2 separate regions of the Sus scrofa genome follow, and region 2 is linked to region 1. A link is a contact called in public HiChIP or PLAC-seq data. All regions are on one chromosome and are shown on one strand. Each heading gives the region's core, a stretch centred on a gene start, on an enhancer-like site or on the middle of the called end of the contact. The rest is flanking DNA. Distances are from core to core; before and after follow the strand shown. Region 1 overlaps INO80 (DNA helicase INO80). Region 2 holds the start of DLL4 (delta like canonical Notch ligand 4).

Region 1 (3,763 bases), core at 383-2,882:
TCCCTGCTCCTTTGGCTGTGCTTCCTGAACCTTTGGGGCGGCCTCGGCTTCGGGCTGAGTGACCACGTCCTGCAGCTGGCATTTCCTGGATGGAAATTCCTGTGGGAACAAATGGGCCAAAAGGGAAAAAAGTCAACCTTTTCATATGTTAACATAATATTCTCCTGGACAGGGAAGATGGCTTTCAGGACTCCCAGGGAGGTCTATGTCCCAGTTTAATGGCAGGGCCACAGAGTCATGCAGAATTAGTAAGAACTGTAAACAGCTAAAAGAGCCAACACCTCAAGCTGCTTTTCATTCTACAAGAGTGGTTCTGTGACTCCTGAATTTCTTCTTTAAACCAGATTATTACTAAATGAACCCAGGGACCTGCTGTCTGTATTCACCTGCACATTCCAATGTCCTCCTTACTCAGTCAACTTTTACTCCCAAATTTTAAACCTAGAACTCCTTGAGAAACAGCAGCAACACTGGGTCCCACAGAATCCCTCACTTTAATTAAAAACTAGCAAAGTAAGAGTGAAATAGGAAAGACAGGGATGACTAGAAAATAAAGAAGTTTGAAATCTTTATGAAATTCTTACTTCGCTTTCCCTAAACCTTTTCCTTTTCCTTCTCCCTTTCCCTTGAATGGGCTAAGAGAAAATGAGGCTACAAATTCTTTTTTTTAATTATGGTTGATTTACAATGCTCTGTCAATTGCTGCTGTATGGCAAAGTGACCCAGTCATTTATACACACACACATACTTTCTTTTTCTCATATTATCTTTCACATGTTCCATCACAAGTGATTAGATATATCTCCCTGTGCTATACAGCAGAATCTCATTGCTTACCCCCTCCACATGGGATAGTTTGGATCTACTAACCCCAAACTCCCAGTCCGCCCCACTCCCGACCCTTCTCCCTTGGCAACCACAAGTCTGTTCTCCATGTCCATGAGTCTGATTCTGTTCTGTAGATAGGTTCATCTGTGCCATATTTTAGAATCCACTTATAAGTGATATCATATGGTATTTGTCTTTCTCTTTCTGGGTTTATGTGGTATGAGAGTCTCTAGTTCTATCTACAAATCCTTTTTGCTTTACTCCATTCCTTTTTTTTTTTTTTTTTTTTTTTTTGGCTTTTTAGGCCGCACCCACAGCACATGGAGGTTCCCAGGCTTGGAGTCGAATCAGAGCTACAGCTGCTGGCCTATACCACAGCTTACAGCAATGCCAGATCTTTAACCCACTGAGCGAGGCCAGGGATCGAACCCACAACCTCATGGTTCCTAGTCAGATTCGTTTCCACTGCCCCACAAAAGGAACTCCTACTCCATTCCTTTTTAAAGAAAGTTGAAAACGCCATTATCCTAGCAGGAATCAGTACCTCACCCAGGTTGCATAGGCTAGCAGCATCACTTACCATTCACAGTGTCTGAGACAGAGCCTGTTATGGAAGCAGGAGAGTTGGTGGCTCGAGACTGAGGGGCTGAGGAGGCTGGGTCATCCACAATGACCAGCATGTCACTGCTGCTCTCATCGGGTGGAATGGAGCCAGTGTGCAGCTCACTGCTGATGGAGATCTAGAGGAAGAAGCATCATGGTCACCACTGCTCCTAGTGCCCAGCGCCCACAGCCCTCGTGCCTGTGTGTGGGTGTGCGTCTCAGGTTTCACCACCATTTCCCTCTCCTGCCTGGCTTCACTCCTGAGAGTCAAACCTCCTGCTTTGGTTCCAGAGAAGCCAGCCTGATCTCATTTGCTTTTCTCCTTATGGACTACAGCAGCTGTAGTCCACGTGTAACCCCCTCCTGGGAGGCAGGAGAATTTCAGGAAAAGCAGAGGCTACCAGGTCAGGACAGAGTCCCCACTGCTGCAATGAAGGCATCTAAAAGGAGCCTCACCTCACTGAAAGGGCTGGGCATGGCCGAGTCCACGCTAATGAAGGAGTCGTCCCCGTCTGCAGAGAGGTTGGAGTTATCAGCCGAGGGGACAAAAGGGATCACCAGGTTTATGCCCTCCTTTCTCCTTTTCCCATCCAATTCATCTTCCTTTTTCTTCTGGTAACACACAAATCAAAAAATACAGGGAAAGCATGAGGATAGGCACCAAGGGAAAGTGGGGTTGGAGAAGAAAGCGATGACAGAAATTTGACTCTTTGTAAAAAACTTCTAGGTTTCATTTTATCCAATTAGCATATTACGAAAAAAGATTCCTAAGGAAGGAGGAAAGGGATGGCTTAGTAAGAGTCTATACATAGTCTACCACAATAATAGAAAGTGGAAAGGCCAGTCACACTGAACTGGAGCTGTGCCAAAACTAGTCCTTGCGGAGAGAGGTGCACCTTCAGCTTCCAGCATGTCCAAGCAGCAGCACTTAGCAGGGGCTGAACTGATGCAATCTCACAAGAGGGAGGGCCAGTGCATCCCTCCACACATCTGTTTTTACTCTGCCTTCTTTTTAAATATGCTTAAGGAGAATGAAGGTTCTTCTCACATACAAGGAATACTGAGGTGGCTTTTGTCATTATTTCCTTAATTTACATGCAGATGCTTAAGGGCTGAGTTACTGAGCTACACTGAAACAGTTCTAGAGCCAAGTTCAGTAGGGCTCTGTCACAGATTAGAGATGTGGAATCACAGATGTGCTTGGAAAATTCTGGGCCTCACAGCTACCCACTGCACATAACTACATTTGTATCTAGACCTATATTAGGGTGAATATGGTATGTCATTGCGTAGTTTATATCATCACTGGGAATTTCTACAACTTCTATGTTGAGAGTAGGGATGGCACCTGCTGCAAACTCACTAGGCCCTACAACGTCCTGTATGAGAATACTACCTTTTCTTCTTTGATACTGTTTCTGAATAGTAGTAAGCAATGGTTGGAGATTTACAAGTAGAGTCATAAAAGAGAACCTGAGGAAATGGATAGAAATGGCAGCCCAGACTAGGAGGAACATGAGCCTCCATTCCTGAGATTTTTCAACTCTGTCAATACAGTAAGTACCAGGGGCATCCTTCAAGCTAGAAATAGCTCTGCTTAGCAGAAGGCACAGTTGGGGGTGTGAATTTTACAATCGGAAGAGCTGGTGTATCTACAGGAAGATAAACATATATAGGCTGCTGACTATTAAGGCCACGTGACCCAAGGGACACAAGGCCCTACACAAGCTGGGATAAGGGGAAGAAGCTGACCTCCACCTAAAACAGAACCAGCTTTAACAGGTAACCAGATAACATGCTTCAGACAAACAGAAGAGTTGGGAAATGACACAAAGACAACGTTCAGACTTGAGGGCCCAGAGCTATGGCAATGCCTGAGGCTCAGCACAACCCAAAGGTAGGCCAAACCCACCAGAAAAAGTTAGGAGTCACTTTCTGGAAGGTAATAAAATGATTTCAAATCAACAGTCTTTAGGCATAATAAGTTTGGCAATCTACTGAGAACTAATGGGCTGACTCTTGAAACAAGAATAAGTCCTGAAAATCTCATTTTTGATTTACATGTCAGTAAAGACCAGGGATAAGGATTACTGACCTAATACTTTGGTAGACACAGCAAGATAGGGAGAAATGTAGGGGAAACTACATCCTACTTTGCAGCTAGCTTGGTGGGCTCAAGGAGGAAATGTCGCAAGGGAAACAAAACCCAGCTCACATCCTTGGCATGAACTGGAGAAAGAGATGAACACGAACAGTATACTAGCAGAATTGTGGTAGAAGGACTAGGTCTAATGACCTCTCAGGCCCTTTCTAAGAATCTACAGACTCTAAT
Region 2 (3,763 bases), core at 520-3,019, 49 kb before region 1:
GGCAAGCCCGGGGCTCCTCCTCCCTCGGGTCTGGGGACTCCGCCTGTCCATAACCTACATTAACTCTGGAGCGCAGCCTGGGCCCATCTGCCGGCCCCCGCCCCACCTCGGTTCCCCACGCCAACCCGCTCGCGCCAGATGGTGGCTGGGAGGGGTGGCCGTGCGTGGGGGACCCCGGAGCCCGTCTCCTCACCTCGCCCCTCCCCCAACCCACGCTCCCAACCTCTTGTTTCTCATCCTTCTCCCCGAGTCCTCCGCCACCACCCTCAAGAAAAAAAAAAAAAAAAAAAAAATCAGACCCATGCGCGGCCTGGGCAGCTGTTGGGCTTCGCGCCGCCCCCCAACCCCAAGTCTCCCCGGGGCCCGCAACGCGTCCCTGCTCCCCCCGCCCCTGCGCTGATCTTATCGCCGGACGACAGCCATCGCTGTGCGGGCGGGCTGACAGCTGAAGCCACAGAGCCCCCGCCACCCTCAGCGTCGCAGAGAGAACTCTCCGGCACCCCCGACACTAGTAGAAGCCGGCTCTCCCCAGTCTAAAGCCTCCGGGGATCACGCCGGTTCCGGGAAAGCAGCTGCGTTGCCGCCGCTCTGAGAAGTGGGGCCACCCGAGGGAGCTGCGAAGGCAAGACGGTGAAACTGCCTGAAACTTAAACGAGTCCCCGCGCTTCCAGTTCCACCCTACATTTCGCCGTATGAGGAGAGGACCCGGGTCTGCCCAGACTTAGCCTCTCACGTTGACTCGCTAGTGGCTTCAGCCAACTCAGGAGCCAGGGGAGTTCCTCCCTGCCTCAAAGGAGCGACAGGACGCGGGCGGTCGGGGGCTTGGGGCAGCTGGGGTGGAGGGAGAAGGTGGGCGCTGGAGCTGAAGCTGAAGCTAAACCTAGGTGAGGGGAGGCGCTTGGAGGCGGGGCCAGACCCTTATTACCATACAGCTGAGGACGCGCCCCCCTTATTCCCGGACCACGCCTCCTATCCCCTGCACCGGGACTGTGCGTCTGGGGACTGGCACGCACAGAGCCCAGGCGGGAGGCAGAAGGGGCAGGCAGAAGGAAGGAGGCACGCTCTGGACGCCCCCTACCCCCGCGCAACCGGAGTGGGAGAAGCCAACCAGGTGGAGGGCCGAGCCCCTGAGTCTTAGACGCTTGGCTCTTCGCCTTGCCCCGAGTGGCCACTGAAAGGATAATGCCTCCGCTAGCTTCCCTGCTGTACAGGGGAGGGGGCGTGGTGGGTGGACGCTCACAGGTTGCGGCCGGGCGACGCCAGGGCTCCCGAAGCTTGGGGAAGGTGGAGATTGGAATTCTTTAGCACTAGTTTCGCTTTCTGAGCTTAAGTTCTTTTTACCTGCTCTAGTGCTGCAGGTAACTAATGCCGGCTGCGGACACACCACCCACGGGGACTCCCCAATGTCTCCGCCCCCACAGCCATCCGGGAAACACTCGCTCACCTCCCGCCCCATTCCTCTCGGCCCTCCCCCTATCCTCGCACAGCCGGGGTCGCGGCTTGTAACCCCCAGTTGTGGAGAATTGGTTTCTTCGACAAGCGCTGAGCTGGGGGATCCAGGGGCTGAGAGCTGCACGGAGGGGCGGGGACCTGTGCCTGACTGGCTGACGGGGAGGGGGGAAGGCGGGGGCGGAGGCCCCCTCCGGGCGGCGCTGGGGCTGTAGCAGCTAGAGGCTCGAGGGGAGGGGAGAGTGACCACGAGTCTGAGTGACAGGCGGGTTAAGAGAGGAGCCAATATATATAAGGAAAGCTCCCGAACGCGCAGGTTTCAGTAGCGGCGCTGAGCGCAGACTGGGAACGCGAGGCCAAGAGCCGCAGTTCAAGCCGCCTCAGTGCAGTATACCCGGGCCCTCGTCTGCTTACAGCCCCAGGATTAGCCCGAGGACACGTCCTCAGAGCGGTCGCCGCCCGGTCGTCCTCACCTGGATTACCTACCGCGGCAGTTGGAGCGGAGTTAGCGAGAAAGCGAGGCGTGAGGAAAGCCCCGAGTGGAGCCTGGCTTTTCAGGGACCCCTCCGGCGGTTGGACGCGCGGGAAAGCTTCACGGTCGGCGGGTGGAGAGAGCGACGCCCCGGGGAATGGCAGCTGCGTCCCGTAGCCCCTCTGGCTGGGCGCTACTGCTGCTAGTGGCACTTTGGCAGCAGGTAACGTCCCGCGCCCCCTCCGCCCCTTCCCACCGCGCCGCGGGCTACAGCCCCTGGCGTCCGCCGACCTGACCGCTCTCCTTCCTCCTTCCCTCCGTCCCTGTGCAATAGCGCGCGGCCGGCTCCGGCGTCTTCCAGCTGCAGCTGCAGGAGTTTGCCAACGAGCGCGGCGTACTAGCCAGCGGGCGGCGGTGCGAACCCGGTTGCCGGACCTTCTTCCGCGTCTGCCTTAAGCACTTTCAGGCGGTCGTCTCGCCCGGGCCCTGCACCTTCGGCAGCGTCTCCACGCCTGTGCTGGGCACCAATTCCTTCGCCGTCGGGGACGACAGTAGCGGCGGCGGACGCAACCCTCTTCAACTGCCCTTCAATTTCACCTGGCCGGTGAGCACAGTCTGGGCTCACTGGGAGGCCGAGAGAAGGGATCTCCCTGAGATTAAAGCCCTCTCCCTAGATTTCCTCACTCCCTTCCAAAAAAGTGGGGCGCTCTCTTAGGATCCTTTCTTTCGATGCCTGGGACCTCACCCTCTAGTAGGCTCTCACTCGTCTCTCTCTTCCCTGTTCTGCGCCCTCTGTTCCCCTAGCTCTTGAAATACGATTTTCATCACCTACCACCCCAGCGGGTCCTCTACCTTCGAATGAGTCTCACGTACATTCCCCCATCCCTCAACCCTCCTCCTACCCGGGGTTCTTTCCCCTTCCCTGCTTGCGCGGGATGATGAGCCCGTTATGTTGACTCGGGTACAGTAACTGTATCCTGCAATTAGATTAATTAAACCGGCTGCAACAAGGCACTCCCACCACCCCCTGTTCAACTTGCTTTCTTTCTGTCTTCCCCCGCCCCCTCCTTTCCGTTCCCAGGGTACTTTCTCACTCATCATCGAAGCTTGGCACGCGCCAGGAGACGACCTGCGACCAGGTGAGTAGCTCGCTCCGCGGCCACAGGGGGGCGACACGGCGCAGCGCCGAAAGAGTTAATCTGAAATAGGCGGGGGAAGTGCGGGGTGGAGGGTGGGGGGCAGGACGCTTAGCTTGGCCGGGAGCTGCGCCCCGCGCTGGACGCTCAGATTCCGCCCGCTGCCTGGACTCTGAGCACAATTGCGTTTCCTGCGGGTTATTTTTGGCGTGGGAACGCGGGGAGCACGGCGGTGAGAAAGGCCGAAGCTGCCAGCGCCGCTGACGGGCCCCTTCCTGTATTTTACACCTTTCGCGAATTCCGCTCCTTTGGAAAGGGAATAATGGCTTTGGGATGTTGTTCTGACACAGAGGAAAAGGATATTTCAGCAGCACAACAATCCTCACTTTGAAAAGGAAAAAGAAAAGCAGTACCCATCTCTGAGGGCAGAACCCCTGAATGGGCACCAGAGGACCCCTTGCTCCCAGAGTCCTCAAAGGCCTGGAGAGCTTTTCTTTTTCTCCCCCCACCCCATTTTGACCTCTTTTCCTCTTTCCCTTGCCTATCTGCCTCCAGAACACTGGATAGCTTAACATCCTTCTATTGTCCCCTTTTTGAATGGTATCAGGCCCTCTGCACATGCATGCACAGAGCAGCTAAGCAGTGGGACACTTGGGTTCCTCTGGCCTGTGCTTGCTGGCAGGTGGGGATCATCTGGACAACTGGT

What was found. HiChIP or PLAC-seq counts read pairs in DNA pulled down with a chosen protein or histone mark.
Region 2: a contact with region 1 is called in an H3K27ac HiChIP or PLAC-seq map of skeletal muscle. The contact joins the promoter of DLL4 here to the enhancer-like site in region 1. A contact is called at or near these places in 1 of 5 promoter capture datasets (liver), 15 of 47 Hi-C or Micro-C datasets (embryonic fibroblasts, fetal skeletal muscle, heart right ventricle and 6 more) and 2 of 2 datasets of contacts at active chromatin or transcription factors (alveolar macrophages and skeletal muscle).

What each region holds. Positions count from the first base shown.
Region 1 is chr1:130,335,455-130,339,217 of Sscrofa11.1, reverse strand. It overlaps INO80 (DNA helicase INO80), which reads right to left. Exons shown (of 36, transcript XM_003121588.5): 33 at 1,888-2,043; 34 at 1,409-1,568; 35 at 1-99. Among named protein-coding and RNA genes, the nearest start is that of CHAC1, 26 kb to the left of the region's middle. Within about 2 kb of position 1,632, at least 3 of the 83 cell types and tissues checked have an H3K27ac peak or open chromatin away from gene starts, as enhancers often do. A contact at or near this core is called in skeletal muscle, where this site is marked.
Region 2 is chr1:130,384,417-130,388,179 of Sscrofa11.1, reverse strand. DLL4 (delta like canonical Notch ligand 4) reads left to right here and starts at 1,769. Exons shown (of 11, transcript NM_001244418.1): 1 at 1,769-2,144; 2 at 2,256-2,525; 3 at 3,003-3,060. The coding sequence starts at 2,079.